3 separate regions of the Mus musculus genome follow, and all the other regions are linked to region 1. The links are chromatin contacts, called in public HiChIP or PLAC-seq maps. All regions are on one chromosome and are shown on one strand. The core of a region is the stretch at or near the end of the contact, and the rest is flanking DNA. Distances in the headings are between cores, read along the strand shown. Region 1 overlaps Kdm4a (lysine (K)-specific demethylase 4A). Region 2 holds the start of Slc6a9 (solute carrier family 6 (neurotransmitter transporter, glycine), member 9). Region 3 holds the start of Dph2 (DPH2 homolog).

Region 1 (4,051 bases), core at 975-3,474:
ACAGATGAGGAGGCGCAAGCCTGTAGGAAGTGCTGTTGCATGTGGAGATGAGAAGCCCCTGTTGTCTATCCCTCTGGCCATGCATTCAGTGGCTGACAGGAAATTGGCTTTGACAGTGCGCCCATCAGGCATCGCCATGAGGCTACTGCCCAGGGGACTGTGGATTTGCAAACCACTGCAGTGCTACTGGCTACGATAAAAACACTCCTTCCCCCAGAGGCCCGAGGTCTCTGCAAAGAAGCCTAGCGTAAGCTGTGGTGGGCACACCTATTGTAGGTGCCCACATGCTCGCTCTAGGCAACTCTAGCATAATGCAGAGAAGCCATTTCTTCCTCCACCTACCATAGTCAGGTTTCATCTACAGGGACCTGGCAGCTGCCACTGTGCACAGCCAGCCCCTGTGAAGGGCCACTGTAGCGTAAGGAGGTCAGTGTGAACGAGCCAGACAGCCTCTAAGAGCCCAGAGTGCCTGACCCCAACATGAGGGACCAAGATAGTACAGCAGGGACAGAAATAGACAAGCTCATAGACCCGTCTTCACATACTGACATCTGCTCTACTCACGAAGCCAAAAGTGGCCCAAACCATGACATATGTGAACACTGAATGCCAAGGGGAGACTTCCACTGTGTTAAGTGAAAATTGCAGAGATCAGAATTCTAACAGTTTACATATGTAAAGCTTCACGGAGCCTTATAGTCAAGACGTGTGCATCGCACTGAAAATGTTGTTATTCAGATAAAAATGCCTTTTTAAAAAGCCAGAAAAAGAGAGAGGAGAGAGAGACAGACAGACAGACAGAGAGAGAGAGGGAGAGAGAGAGAGAGCGCGAGCCAGCACGCACTTGGGAGACAGAGGCAGGTGGATCTGAGTTCAAAGCCAGCCTGGTCTACAGAGTTCCAGGACAGCCAGGGCTAAACCGAGAAACCCTGTCTCAAAAATAAATGAGAACAGTGAAGAGACCAGATAACCACATCCTCCTCTCAGGGACACAGCAGGTGTCCAGGAGAAGCCGAAGCTGCCAGAGCAGCACCTGAAAGCGGAGGGAAGAAGATCAGGAGGAGCTCAAGGCGAGCCTGGGCTATACCACAGCCTGGGCTATACCACAGCCTGGGCTATACTATACCCTGTGTCCATAATGTACCAGCAGAAAGAAAGCAGACAAACTCACAGTAAAAGTTCTGATAGCAATGAACACATGGGGGGGACCACACAGAGTCTCCTTTCACTTTGCCATGACTGAACACTGCTTATCACAAAAAGTAGAGACAGATGACATCAGTTACATAATTCCAAAAAGACATACTCAGACAACAATTCACACCTGGGCTGGAAGTGTGTGCTCTCAGTATTCACAAACTCCTCTTTGGATAATTTTTCTTTTGCCTCTTGGAAACTTTTTTTCCCTACGGTCTGTGTCTTTTTGTCTGATTGGTTAGTTTTTGCCTTTTTGAAACAGGGTTTTTTATTCTGTGTAATCTTGGCTGTCTAAGAACTAGCTCACAACCACCCGTATGACCCCTCCTCTGGTGCGTTTGAAGTCAGCTACAGTGTACTTATGTATAATAATAAATAAATCTTTGGGCCGGAGCAGTCAGGGACTGAGAGAGTGGAGTTGACCGGAGCGAGCAGAGGTCCTAAAGAATTCAATTCCCAACAACCACATGAAGGCTCACAACCATTTGTACAGCTACAGTGTACTCATATACATTACATAAAATAAATAAATAAATCTTAAAAAAAAAAAAATAACTCACTCTGTAGACCAGGCTGGCCTGGAACTCAGAAATCTGCCTGCCTCTGCCTCCCAAGTGCTAGGATTAAAGGCGTGTGGCACACCTGCCTGGCTAACCTGGGTCGTTTTAAAGCATCAAGGGAAGAAATCATACAAGAGGCAGAAGCTCTCTGAGCACAGACTCAGAGGGACAGCTGGGACAAGACTCAGAGTCTGGCCACTTCTGATCCCAGGGCCTGTAGGCTGTCCCTGTGCCCAGGCTGTCCCATACTTTCTAAGAGGAAAACTGAGAGATGAGCTGTGACAGCATGTCACAGGAGAGGAGAGGAGGAGAGGGGCTCCGCACTGGAGAGTCAGCAGTCCAAGTGGCTCTGGTTCCACAAGCATGCACGAGCCAGTACCTGGGAGGCCTGCCAGCACCAGCCTGCTGCTCCAGGCAACTGAGATGACCACTCCCTGCTGTTGTCAAGATGCGCTTCGAAGCTACACTTCCTAGTTCTTCTTGCACAGATCTCTTAGTTCCCCTTTCTGTCTCCTCCCCAGGCTCTTCTGCTCCTCTGTCCCACCTCCAGCCCCTGCTCAAGCTTCTAGGCATTCTTGATGAGTGAGACCCTTTCATTTAAAAATACTCCTCCACATCGATGTCTTCCCACATCAATTTTCTCTATCCACAGTAACCTTGGGTTTCTGAAGCCAAAAGCCTTAGGACACAAAGATGAGGCCATCAACTCATCTTCTTCCCTGTGGTCTACCCTTCCAGCTCTGCAGACTGCTGCCCAATCCGGCTGGCGCCGTCTTCACTACTTCCGCTTCTCCCACCCCACCAGCATCCGGGCCCAGTGGTGTCTGGGAGCAGTCCTTCCAATGCCAACCCCACTGTGGTGCTCCCCTTCTTCAAACACACCTCCACGGTTCCCTATTGCGTGTGAGGACAGCCTCAGTAGGCTCGTGAGAGGAGCTGTGGACGGCCAGCCCCACGCCTGCCTTGCCCCTCAGCTCAGTTCAGGCGGCAGCGGTGTCCTCCAGCTTGAGCTAGGCAGCACTGCCCGGCAGCTCCCCTGCCTGCACCCCCATTCCCCGTCTCATTCCTGCTGTCCCCTCAGCTTGGATAGGGCTCCTTTCTTTACATCCCTTTAGCTGGCAACCCCACTCCTCGGTGGGCACCTTGAGGGCAGGCACATATCTTAGCCAGCTGTGCATGCACAGAGCTTGGTATCACTGACGCAACTTACTATCCTGAAAAACCAACCTTGTACCTCCTAGGAAGAGAAAAGAAAGAGGCTGCGTACAATCACACAGCCCACCAGCTCTGAACTGTCCTGGGCCCTGGGCCCACGCCCACCCCTGACCTCTGACGCCCGGTGAGGGCAAGGCTCGCTGTGGGGACCCGCTTTCCGTCTAGTGAAGAGAGGAGACGACTTACCGTCATCGCTGCCGCACTCCTGCAGCACGAGTGGGTGGTGGCGTGGGAGCTTGCTCAAGGGCTGGCGGCGACCCTTGGTCTTCTTATTCTCCTCCAGGGAAAGCATGTACTCATCTGCAACCTGAGCAAAGCAGGGCCGATCAGCAGGTGATGACACCGCAGGGCAAACACCCGAGAGCCTCCCCTCTCTCGGGAGGCTGAGCTTAGAGGACAAAGGCTTGAAGGGCCACGTGTGGGATACAAAGTCTCAGAAACAGGAGGAAGGGAGGGAAGGCAGGAGAGCTGAGGGGAGAAGAGGGGCCCAGGGAACAAATAATGTAGAAATGAACAAAAGGTCAATTTGGGGGCTGGAGAGATGGATGGCTCAGTGGTTAAGCTGCTCTTCCTGACACCCACCCGGCAGCTCACAACCATCTTAAGCCCCATTTCCAGGAAGTTCAACGCCCTCTTCTGTAGTTCTCAGGCACTGTACACATGAGTGCACAGACATATACTGGTGCCACGTACTCACGCACAAATAAAAATTTAGACAAATCTAAAAAACATGTCTCAGAAAAGCAGAAGCCATAGTGCCATGCACACTAGTCTATACTGGCACACTTTAGAACTTAGGGCAAAAATCTGTGTATGTCTTGCTTCTTGGACTTCTCAGAAGCCACCTAAACAAGGCAGGGACTCTCCCACTTTAAGGTCCCTGCCATGAAACACATCAGGACATCAGAGGAGTCCAAGCGGCCCTGTCCTTTGGAGGTCAGCATCTGTTCAGTGCTGGGCCGCTGGGCCCTCTATACTGAGAACTTAGACGACAGACAAAGGGAGGTGGCACCTAAGCCATTGCAAGGATAGCAGCCCAGCTCCAACTCCACCTTCCACCCTGTGGAGACTGGGCTCTT
Region 2 (4,051 bases), core at 1,051-3,550, 320 kb before region 1:
TAGAGTGGATAAGGGACCTACTTTTCACTAGGCCATTAATAAGAGAGGTAGAAGAGAGGACTGCCAGAGGTTCAAAGCCGGCCAGGAGTACATAGCGAATTTTGTGTCATCCAGAGCTGCATACATGGTGGTTACTGTCTCAAAAACCAAACCAACCAAACCAAACCAAATCAAACCATCCCAGAAGCAAATAAACAAAAACCAACAAAACAACCTCCTCCACATAGAAAGCTCAGCATACAAGCTGTTAATCCCAGGGCTGTGGAAACAGAAGCAGGTGGATCACTGAGTTGGAGGTCAGCTTAGTCTATATAGTGAGAACAATGTCAGCCAGAACTACATAGTGAGATGCTGACTCCAGGAAAAAAGAAAGAAAAAAAGAAAGAAAAGAATTCAGGGAGCGGAGAAGGGCTGTGTGTGAGGGGGTACCAGCAGGAGGGGCTGAAATCTGGATGTAAAGAGAATAAAGAAAGAAAACTTCAAAATTCAAAATAAAGTTTTAAACATTTTCTTAGAACCATCCTAATGCCTTTTAGGTCCATCGCATCCCTATAAGTTAGATGGAAGCCCCTCCCTCAGCCCCAACCTTCCCTTTACCTGGCAGCTTCTCCCAAGAGCCTCCTGTCCATCTGTCTTGGGAAGGAGCCATTTTGGATAATCTAAAGAGGAGGCAGGCTATGAGAGACCATAAACAACTTGTAGAGGAACCCAAGTCCTGGTAGGGAAGATGAGAAGTGTTTAGATACTATCTGGTCAGATCCAGGACTTGAGCACACACACAACTACACAGCCTGCTGCAGGACCCACAGTTAGACTCCCAGAAACTTCTACATAAGCAAAGTTAAAGGCCACAGGTGGTGGTGGTGCACGCCTTTAATCCCAGCCCTTGGAGGCAGAGGCAGGCGGATTTCTGAGTGCAAGGCCAGCCTGGTCTACAAAGTTAGTTCCGGGACAGCCACCGGGACTATACAGAGAAACCCTGTCTCAAATCCCCCCCCCCAAAAAAAAAGCCCACAGGCACAACAGATTGCTTAGGTAGATCTGCGTGTGTGTCCCCTCTCTACTCTATACAAAACTCTGGTAATTAGTTCGTGGGAGACTATAAACCCCAAGCAGGCTTATAACTGCTGTGTTCACGGGCAAACTCAAAAGGGACATAAGTGCCTTCCTAGATCTGACCAAATCTCGAGAATGAACAGATTGTGAGTTCCATGACAGCAGAAAGCAGTATATAAGAAGGTAGTTCTGGGAAAGGGCTGTGGTTGAGCCGTGGGGTAGAGAGAGGCCCAACTGAAGGGAGTGTGCTGGCTGCTGTCTTTTTCAGTGATTATAAATTAATAAGGTGGCTTCTCACACCAGTTGATCTTGTGCGCGGCTTTGACATGGATGCGCCTGCTCTTTGGAGACTGGATGTCAATAAACAAGCAAGTTTCCTGGCCGGAAAATGGTGAGAACTCGGGGCACAGAGTGGAATCCGGAGCCTGCCTCTCCAGACCAGGGCCTTTTGCAGAGCACCTGCGAAGCAACAGCAGTCCTCTGGCAATCAGTATTGTCTGGTTTGATAGAGGGTTGGCAGCTTGCTCAAGGTAAGCAAATGTGGCAGCCTGTTCCATTTGCTAGGCACCACTGCCAATCTGGAGCAATGAGTTTCACGTGGGTATGCATTTCCTTAAGTCATTCTCTCCATTTTGCAGAGGAGGAAACTGAGGCTCAACAAAGCATCTTTTGGCAGATACTGCAATCCAGGCACCTGAAGTAGGTAGGCTCTGTGGCACAACTAACCAGGTAGGGCTGATCAAATCAGTGGTGGAGAATTCGGGGAGAAAGGGCTCCCCAGCCTTGCAATTCCAAGGAGTGGGCCCCAGGCTTTACTCAGCTGTGCCCACAGTCTCTAGCGGCGCTACTGCAAAGGGAACGGAATTTGCTCTTGACGTCTCTCTAGGGGGAACGCAGGCGCAGAAGGCCAGGGGCCTGGCGGGCTAACTGCAGCCCCAGCCCCCCAAAGCGCCCCAGGCCTTTTGGCTTCGTTCCAAGCCTAGCCCGAAGGGGAGGACATCTGCTTCCTCCAAGTGTCCCAACTGAAGGGCAGAGAGGCGAAGGAGAAGGGGACTCCTTTGCCGAGCCCCACTCCCAGGGGTTCGTGAGGATCAATCATCAGAAAACTAGAGCCACTTGTAATCTTATTCCCTGGTAGGAGGAGTCTGAGTAGTCGGCACGCGGGAGGGAGGAGATGGGACCAGGGCGGGGGAGGGCGGCCAGGGGAGCCGCTCAGGGAGGGGAGGGACTTGGCTAGGTTTCTCAAGCCTTCTTCACTCTCCAAACTTTCACCAAACTCTTAGCCCCCGCCTCCCCGAAACCAAAACACAACAAGCTCTGGAGGAGCGGCAGGCAACGCGGCGGGGCGGGAGGACTGGCGGCTGCAGAGAGCCTCGGGAGGCTGATGCAACTTTCCCTTTAAGAAAGCCACCTGGGCGCACCGCGGTGCGGACCCAGCACGCCTGGGCCGGGGGCAGCAGTATGGTAAGAGAGCTGGGGGAAGGGGGCTTTGCGGCCCGAGCCTAGGTCTGTCCAGCCGTCGTTCTGGGCGTTTCTGTGACTCTGGGAGGCTGAGCCCCAGGATGTGTATGGATGTGTGTGTGGTGCGTGGATGAGATAGCGTTTGCTTGCGGGTATCTGTGGCTAAGAGTGTGAGTGCTCGCACTGGGATGTCTGTCTCGCCGCGAAGGTCTGGGTAGGTGCGTGTGTCTGTGTGTCATCGTTGTCACCAAGGAACTAAAGCAGACGGGAGGGAGGGTGATTTCGGAATGGAGGGGGTGCGTTGCGTGCCGACGCCGGCTCGGTCGGAGGTGGTTGGTACGGGGCTGTGCGCGCAGCGCCGGAACCGAAGAGCGTCTTCGGTCTTTCTGGGGCGCCAGTGGGTCTGCCGCGGCCGGGAGCCGGCAGCGGGGTCTGTGCCCCGCGTGCAGCCTCTCGCCCCACCTCCTCTCCCAGCCGTGCTGGCTATCTATCTGGGCGCCGCAGCCGGCGGCCTTCCTAATCTGCCCGCCCACTCGCCCGCCGGGTGCCGGTTCCCGCGCGCCCGCGGTTCCTGGGAAGCAGCGAGGAAGAACCCCAGCGCCCTCCGGTTCTCTTTTGTCCGCGGCTCGCGTGGCTGCAGCGTTGAGAAGGGATTGCGGGGCGGAGAGTGGTTTTGGGGGACTGCTACTCTGGGGGGAAAAAATCCACGCCCTGCCACTCGAGCCTTCACTCTAGCCTTCCTTCTGGGCATGCTTGCGGCGAGTGCGGGCGGCCACAGGTGAGGCCTGGTTTCCCGCAGCTCCCGAGCGCCTGCTCCCAGCCTGTACCCCGCAGCAGGCAGCCACACACGGGCCGGAGCTGAGGCCAGCGAGCCGGGAGGGGGCTTGCCCGCAGACCCGGGAGGGGCCGAGGACGGGCGGGGGCGGGGCAAGGGGGCGGAGACCTCGGCACCCGGGTACTTTTCCACCGCGGGGGGCGGGGCGGCATCCTCCACGCCAGCTGAGAGGCGCACACGTGGTGGCTGATGTAACGCCCGCCCCCCAACACACCTTGCACACTGATTAAAGCGAACCGGTCTCGTTTCGAGGAAGTGGGCACTCCGGGCGGTGCCATGACTCCAAAAGTGACCGCGCCCCACACTGCCAGCCCGTCCCGGGCCTTCAAGTCCGGCCGGGCAGCTACTTAAAGGGGCCGCACCCCCTCTCGGGTCTGTTTTCCATAGGCCACGCCCCTCGCTAGTCACTCTTAAAGGAGCCGCGTACCCACCTAGCACTCTATGATAGCTCCCTCACAAAGCCTGTTCTACTTTTTTTCCTTTTTTTCTTGTTTTTTGGTTTTGTATTTTGAGACAGAATTTCTCTGCGTAGCCCTGGCTATCCTGAAACTTGCTCTATACACCAGGCTGGCCTTGAATTCAGAGATCTGCCTGCCTCTGCCTCCCAAGAGCTGGGTCTAAAGGTGTGTGCCACCACTGACTGGTTTCTGTTCTATTTTTTAAATGAAGCAAGTCTGAGGCTATGACTGTTAGAAAGAT
Region 3 (4,051 bases), core at 721-3,220, 260 kb before region 1:
CATAATGTGTGAGGTGGGGAGCCAGGCCTGGCGGGGGCCAGGCAGGGTTGCAGGCAGCCTCCAATTCACATGGCGTCAATACAGGCCGAAAGAAGCCACCCGAAGGCTGGGGGGCTAGTGCCCCCAGGGGACAGGCTAACAGCACAAAGACGTCCATCTCAGGGAAGTTGGCAAGCTTGGCGGGTGTGGGCTTCCCCACGGCTAACACATAGCTACGTTTTCCAGCAGCTTCCGTCAGTTTCCGCAAGTGTGCCAGTGCCTCACGGTGTCGAGCCACACCTAATGTGCCTGCCAGCAGCCCAACCACACGGGCATCTCTGGCCCTCTCTATGAGATACAGTCTTCGTGCTCTTAGTCTCCCAGCCTTGGCACCCTGGTCTTGTGTCTGTCCTGTATCTGGACAACAGGAAAAGAAGGGCCGCCCTGGTGTCCAACCCAAGAGCAGTCTGCTCAGGTCGGGATCAAGGCTGGAGTCCGAGCTTGCTTGAGAAGCCCCTACATAGAAGGCACCATATTCTTCCAGACGTCTCCCTGGATTCAGGGGGAAGCAGCGCCCAAAACGCTCCAGGGACTCAGGCTGTGAGCTCGGGGATCCCACTGGCAGGGGAAGAGCTGGGCGGGAGATGAGCAGATCTTGGTACTTTGGGAGCAGGAGCATGGCCAAAGGCTCTGAAAGAGGTGCATCAGAGTTGAAGTCTGGCAAAGTAAGAGATGTCTCATCCCCAGATGCCTCAATGTGACCCTAAAGGACAAGCCAGGCCAACTGAGGCCAAGAGCTCTAGGTAAGTGTGCTTAAATAGGAGGAATTAAGGCATGAAGCTGTGGACCCACCCTTCTTTCCCTCACAGGTATAATTTCTCACCTAGGGCATGGGCACAAGCTGGCTCACTCAGCAGTACCACCGGGGCTGTCGGATCTGGGTTCTGGGCTTCAAAGGCCTTTGCACAGAGCTCTAAAGCAACGGGTCGCTGACCAAGGACAAAGGTGATGGGCAGCTGCGAGGCTGGGGGGCTTAAGCAGGCAGGACCGAAGTGCACAAGGGCTTGAGCTCCAGCCTGCTCGGCGCCCAGCACATCCACACAGCAGCTGCAGGGGAGAGAGCATTGGTGAGAGGTGTTCCCTACCTGGAGAGAAGAGTTGTCATCAATGGGAAATGTGGCCAGTGGAGAAAATGGCACCAAGCTAGGAATTCACTGTGACTGAGGGAAGCTGGCATCAGGAGCTTCTCATCGTGCAAACACGGTCACTGGAGGCAGACACTGTGGGCTGGGAAACCCCATACCTGCCATAAGCTGTGTCCCCTAAAATGAACATCTTAGCTCCTGTGACTTCCTCCAGCCGGGCAGCCACCGCTCCCGCATCTCCTAGTAACTGGTCAGGGAACTGCAAAGTCACCTGTAAATACAAGCCACAAGTCAGCGACAACCTCACTCCTCCACCAACAGCCTCTGCAAAAAAACAAAAAACAAACAAAAAAACAAACAAACAAACAAAAAAACCCACTAAACATCCCAAGCCCCTACTTCTAAGGAGGCAGCCAGCCCCACAGAGTTGTGGGTAATCCGTGCGATACGGGCGGATCCCGACCCAAAGTCCCAATCTCCGCAACCCATACCCAGAGGAGAGCCCGCGCCCCGCGCCCCCTTTTCGCGCCCCCTTCTCTGAACCAGACCTCACCCGCTGACAACCTAAATCGCAGACAAATTTCGTAACTCGCTCCAGCTCATACACGCGGTCCAGGTCTTCAGGAGGAGTGAACTGTCCTGGAACGCCCGCCTCCCGTTGCAGGGCTGCCTCCGCAGGGCTGCTGAACGTAGACTCCATTGGGCGCAGCTTGGGTGGGGTGAGATGCAGCTGCACCCTCAAAAGTCCTCGAGGTCACAGCAGCTCTGTTTGTGGATCCGGACCAACCTGTCCTCGGGTCCTAGGATCCAAACCGTACGCTTCCAAATTCCCGGCTCTCCACTACACATGGACCTACGGAGATTACTTCCGGGTTCAAGGACTTCCCACAGAGAACCAATCACTAGCCTCTCACTCAGGACCAATCGGAAGTGCCGCAAAGCCTTGTGGGTGTTGTGGTTCCACTGGCTAAAGCTTCTTCCCGGATACCCTAAGGCCAGCCTGCCGGTGCCCTCTAATTTCTAAGTCACTAATTCAGTGTGAGCAGGCGCTATCTGCTGATCATATTTAAACGCGCGCGCGTGTGCACGTATATACATACAGTGAGAGCAAGGGTCCTTATACAGCTCAGTTCTTCAGGGTTGGCTGCAAGCTCCCTAATCCACCAAGCCATCTTCACAGCCCCCAGAATCTGAAACAGGGTCTTGCTGTGTGACCGAGCTGGATCTCCCAGTACTGCATAATTTCCAACTCAGTGCCCACAGCTTGGGTTTGAATATTTGTGAGCAGGTACTTACTGCCAGACATCGTAAAATGTCTCTATGTCCTTTACTTTGCCTGCTAGAGAATTGTCCCACAACCTGTTGTCCTCACGGTCTGTCAACCAAACACTGACCCTTGCTAAGTTCACCAGTTCATCATTAGAAGCAAGAATTATCCCATATAGATAAGAAAAACAAAACCATGTCTGCTGGTTCTAGAAACTGGGCTTTAGAGCCCGAATTTATTCTCTCGCCCCACCTCCTTGGGACTGAACCTGGGGCCTCGTGCATGGAAAGCAACGACTCTCTGGCTGAGCTACATCCCACATTCTCCCACACGACTTCTTATCATAAGGAGGGATGGGAGAGGAAGACTCTCTTCACGTGATGCCGTAGGGAAAAAGGACTGAAAACATGTGGCGCATCTCTGCATCCTCCAGGAGAGCTGAGAAATCAGGACTGTGGGAATGGGACTAACGGGGCTGGAGAAATGTTTCAGTGGCTAAGAGCACTTGCTGTGCTTGCAGTGGGTTCAGTTACCACCACCCACATGGTGGCTTATAACTATGTGCAACTCCAGTTCTAGGAGGTCCCTTTCCTTTTTTTTTGTTTTGTTTTTTTTTCGAGACAGGGTTTCTCTGTATAGCCCTGGCTATCCTGGAAGTCACTTTGTAGACCAGGCTGGCCTCAAACTCAGAAATCCGCCTGTCTCTGCCTCCCAAGTGCTGGGATTAAAGGCGTGCGCCACTACGCCCAGCTTTTTTTTTTTTTTTTTTTTTTTTTTTGTCCCTTTTCTAATACCTGCAGGCAACTACACTCAGGTGGTGCGCAGATATAAACTCAGCCATACACACATACACATTTTTTTTTAATTGGGACTGAGGAGCGGGATAAATAATGAAGTGGAAGACACTGATGCTACTAGCTGGCTGAGGAAGACACTGGATGGAAAAGAATGAAAGGCAGAATCAGTACAAAAGCTGGGGAAGATCAGAGGATGGGATGCAGTTACCCCATCCAGCAAGTGGATTCAGATGTCATGGATGGGAGTGGGGCGAACTCAGCCCGTTCTTCTGATCTTACTGATGGGTAACCAGAAGGGCAGGGCAGACAGAACTACAGCTGAGAAAATAAAGGAAGAAGTCCGGCTGCCGTGCGCTGTCCGTGGTCCTGACGGACTGATCTGATCTGCCTTAAAGGTGCTAAGAGGGAGAGCTAGGGGTACACAGGCAACGTTAGGTAACCCTTATTCCTCCTTTAAGGGATGAAAGGCCTTCCAGTTCCTCTCACTCCACCTTACTTTCTACAGCCCTCCTGACCACGTGCAAGTGGTGTTCTAAAACACCTTATCAAGGTGCAGGTGGTACACTGGCTGCAGCCCAGCTCTCTGACCCCTTGAAATGTACTCAATATAAATGAACATAAATAAAAATAAAATACCATACCACACATCCATCCTGGAAATCTAATCTCCACACCATTTCTTCCCATACCCCAGGTGGATCCTGAAGGCACATATTCTCAACAGAAATGCAACTTTCTCCACACAGCCATTCTGAACCCATTCTCTACTGAGTACATTAGCTACGATGGGGCCAGCCTTTGTTTGGCTTAGAACCAGGGACCTAGTACTCAGATTAGGTTGCTGATTAAATGTATGCATGAAT

The links. HiChIP or PLAC-seq counts read pairs in DNA pulled down with a chosen protein or histone mark.
Region 2: a contact with region 1 is called in an H3K27ac HiChIP or PLAC-seq map of bone marrow-derived dendritic cells, with 4 times the contacts expected there. The contact joins the promoter of Slc6a9 here to the enhancer-like site in region 1. A contact is called at or near these places in 1 of 39 promoter capture datasets (liver), 1 of 484 Hi-C or Micro-C datasets (liver), 4 of 115 datasets of contacts at active chromatin or transcription factors (the 230-238 cell line, bone marrow-derived dendritic cells and kidney) and 3 of 9 other capture datasets (adipose tissue, embryonic stem cells and liver).
Region 3: a contact with region 1 is called in an H3K27ac HiChIP or PLAC-seq map of bone marrow-derived dendritic cells, with 2.6 times the contacts expected there. The contact joins the promoter of Dph2 here to the enhancer-like site in region 1. A contact is called at or near these places in 14 of 39 promoter capture datasets (the 3T3-L1 cell line, 3T3-L1-derived adipocytes, the C10 cell line and 8 more), 3 of 484 Hi-C or Micro-C datasets (bone marrow-derived macrophages and embryonic stem cells), 11 of 115 datasets of contacts at active chromatin or transcription factors (the 230-238 cell line, bone marrow-derived dendritic cells, bone marrow-derived macrophages and 5 more) and 5 of 9 other capture datasets (adipose tissue, embryonic stem cells, liver and 2 more).

The regions. Positions count from the first base shown.
Region 1 is chr4:118,150,032-118,154,082 of GRCm38.p6, forward strand. It overlaps Kdm4a (lysine (K)-specific demethylase 4A), which reads right to left. Exons shown (of 22, transcript NM_001161823.1): 12 at 3,159-3,279. Among named protein-coding and RNA genes, the nearest start is that of St3gal3, 17 kb to the left of the region's middle. Within about 2 kb of position 2,225, at least 70 of the 459 cell types and tissues checked have an H3K27ac peak or open chromatin away from gene starts, as enhancers often do. A contact at or near this core is called in the 230-238 cell line, adipose tissue, bone marrow-derived dendritic cells and 2 more, where this site is marked.
Region 2 is chr4:117,832,958-117,837,008 of GRCm38.p6, forward strand. It overlaps Slc6a9 (solute carrier family 6 (neurotransmitter transporter, glycine), member 9), which reads left to right and starts at 2,301. Exons shown (of 14, transcript NM_008135.4): 1 at 2,301-2,520.
Region 3 is chr4:117,890,033-117,894,083 of GRCm38.p6, forward strand. Dph2 (DPH2 homolog) reads right to left here and starts at 1,971. Exons shown (of 6, transcript NM_026344.3): 1 at 1,678-1,971; 2 at 1,283-1,395; 3 at 863-1,086; 4 at 1-669. The coding sequence starts at 1,824. It also overlaps a transcript of Ipo13 not described here.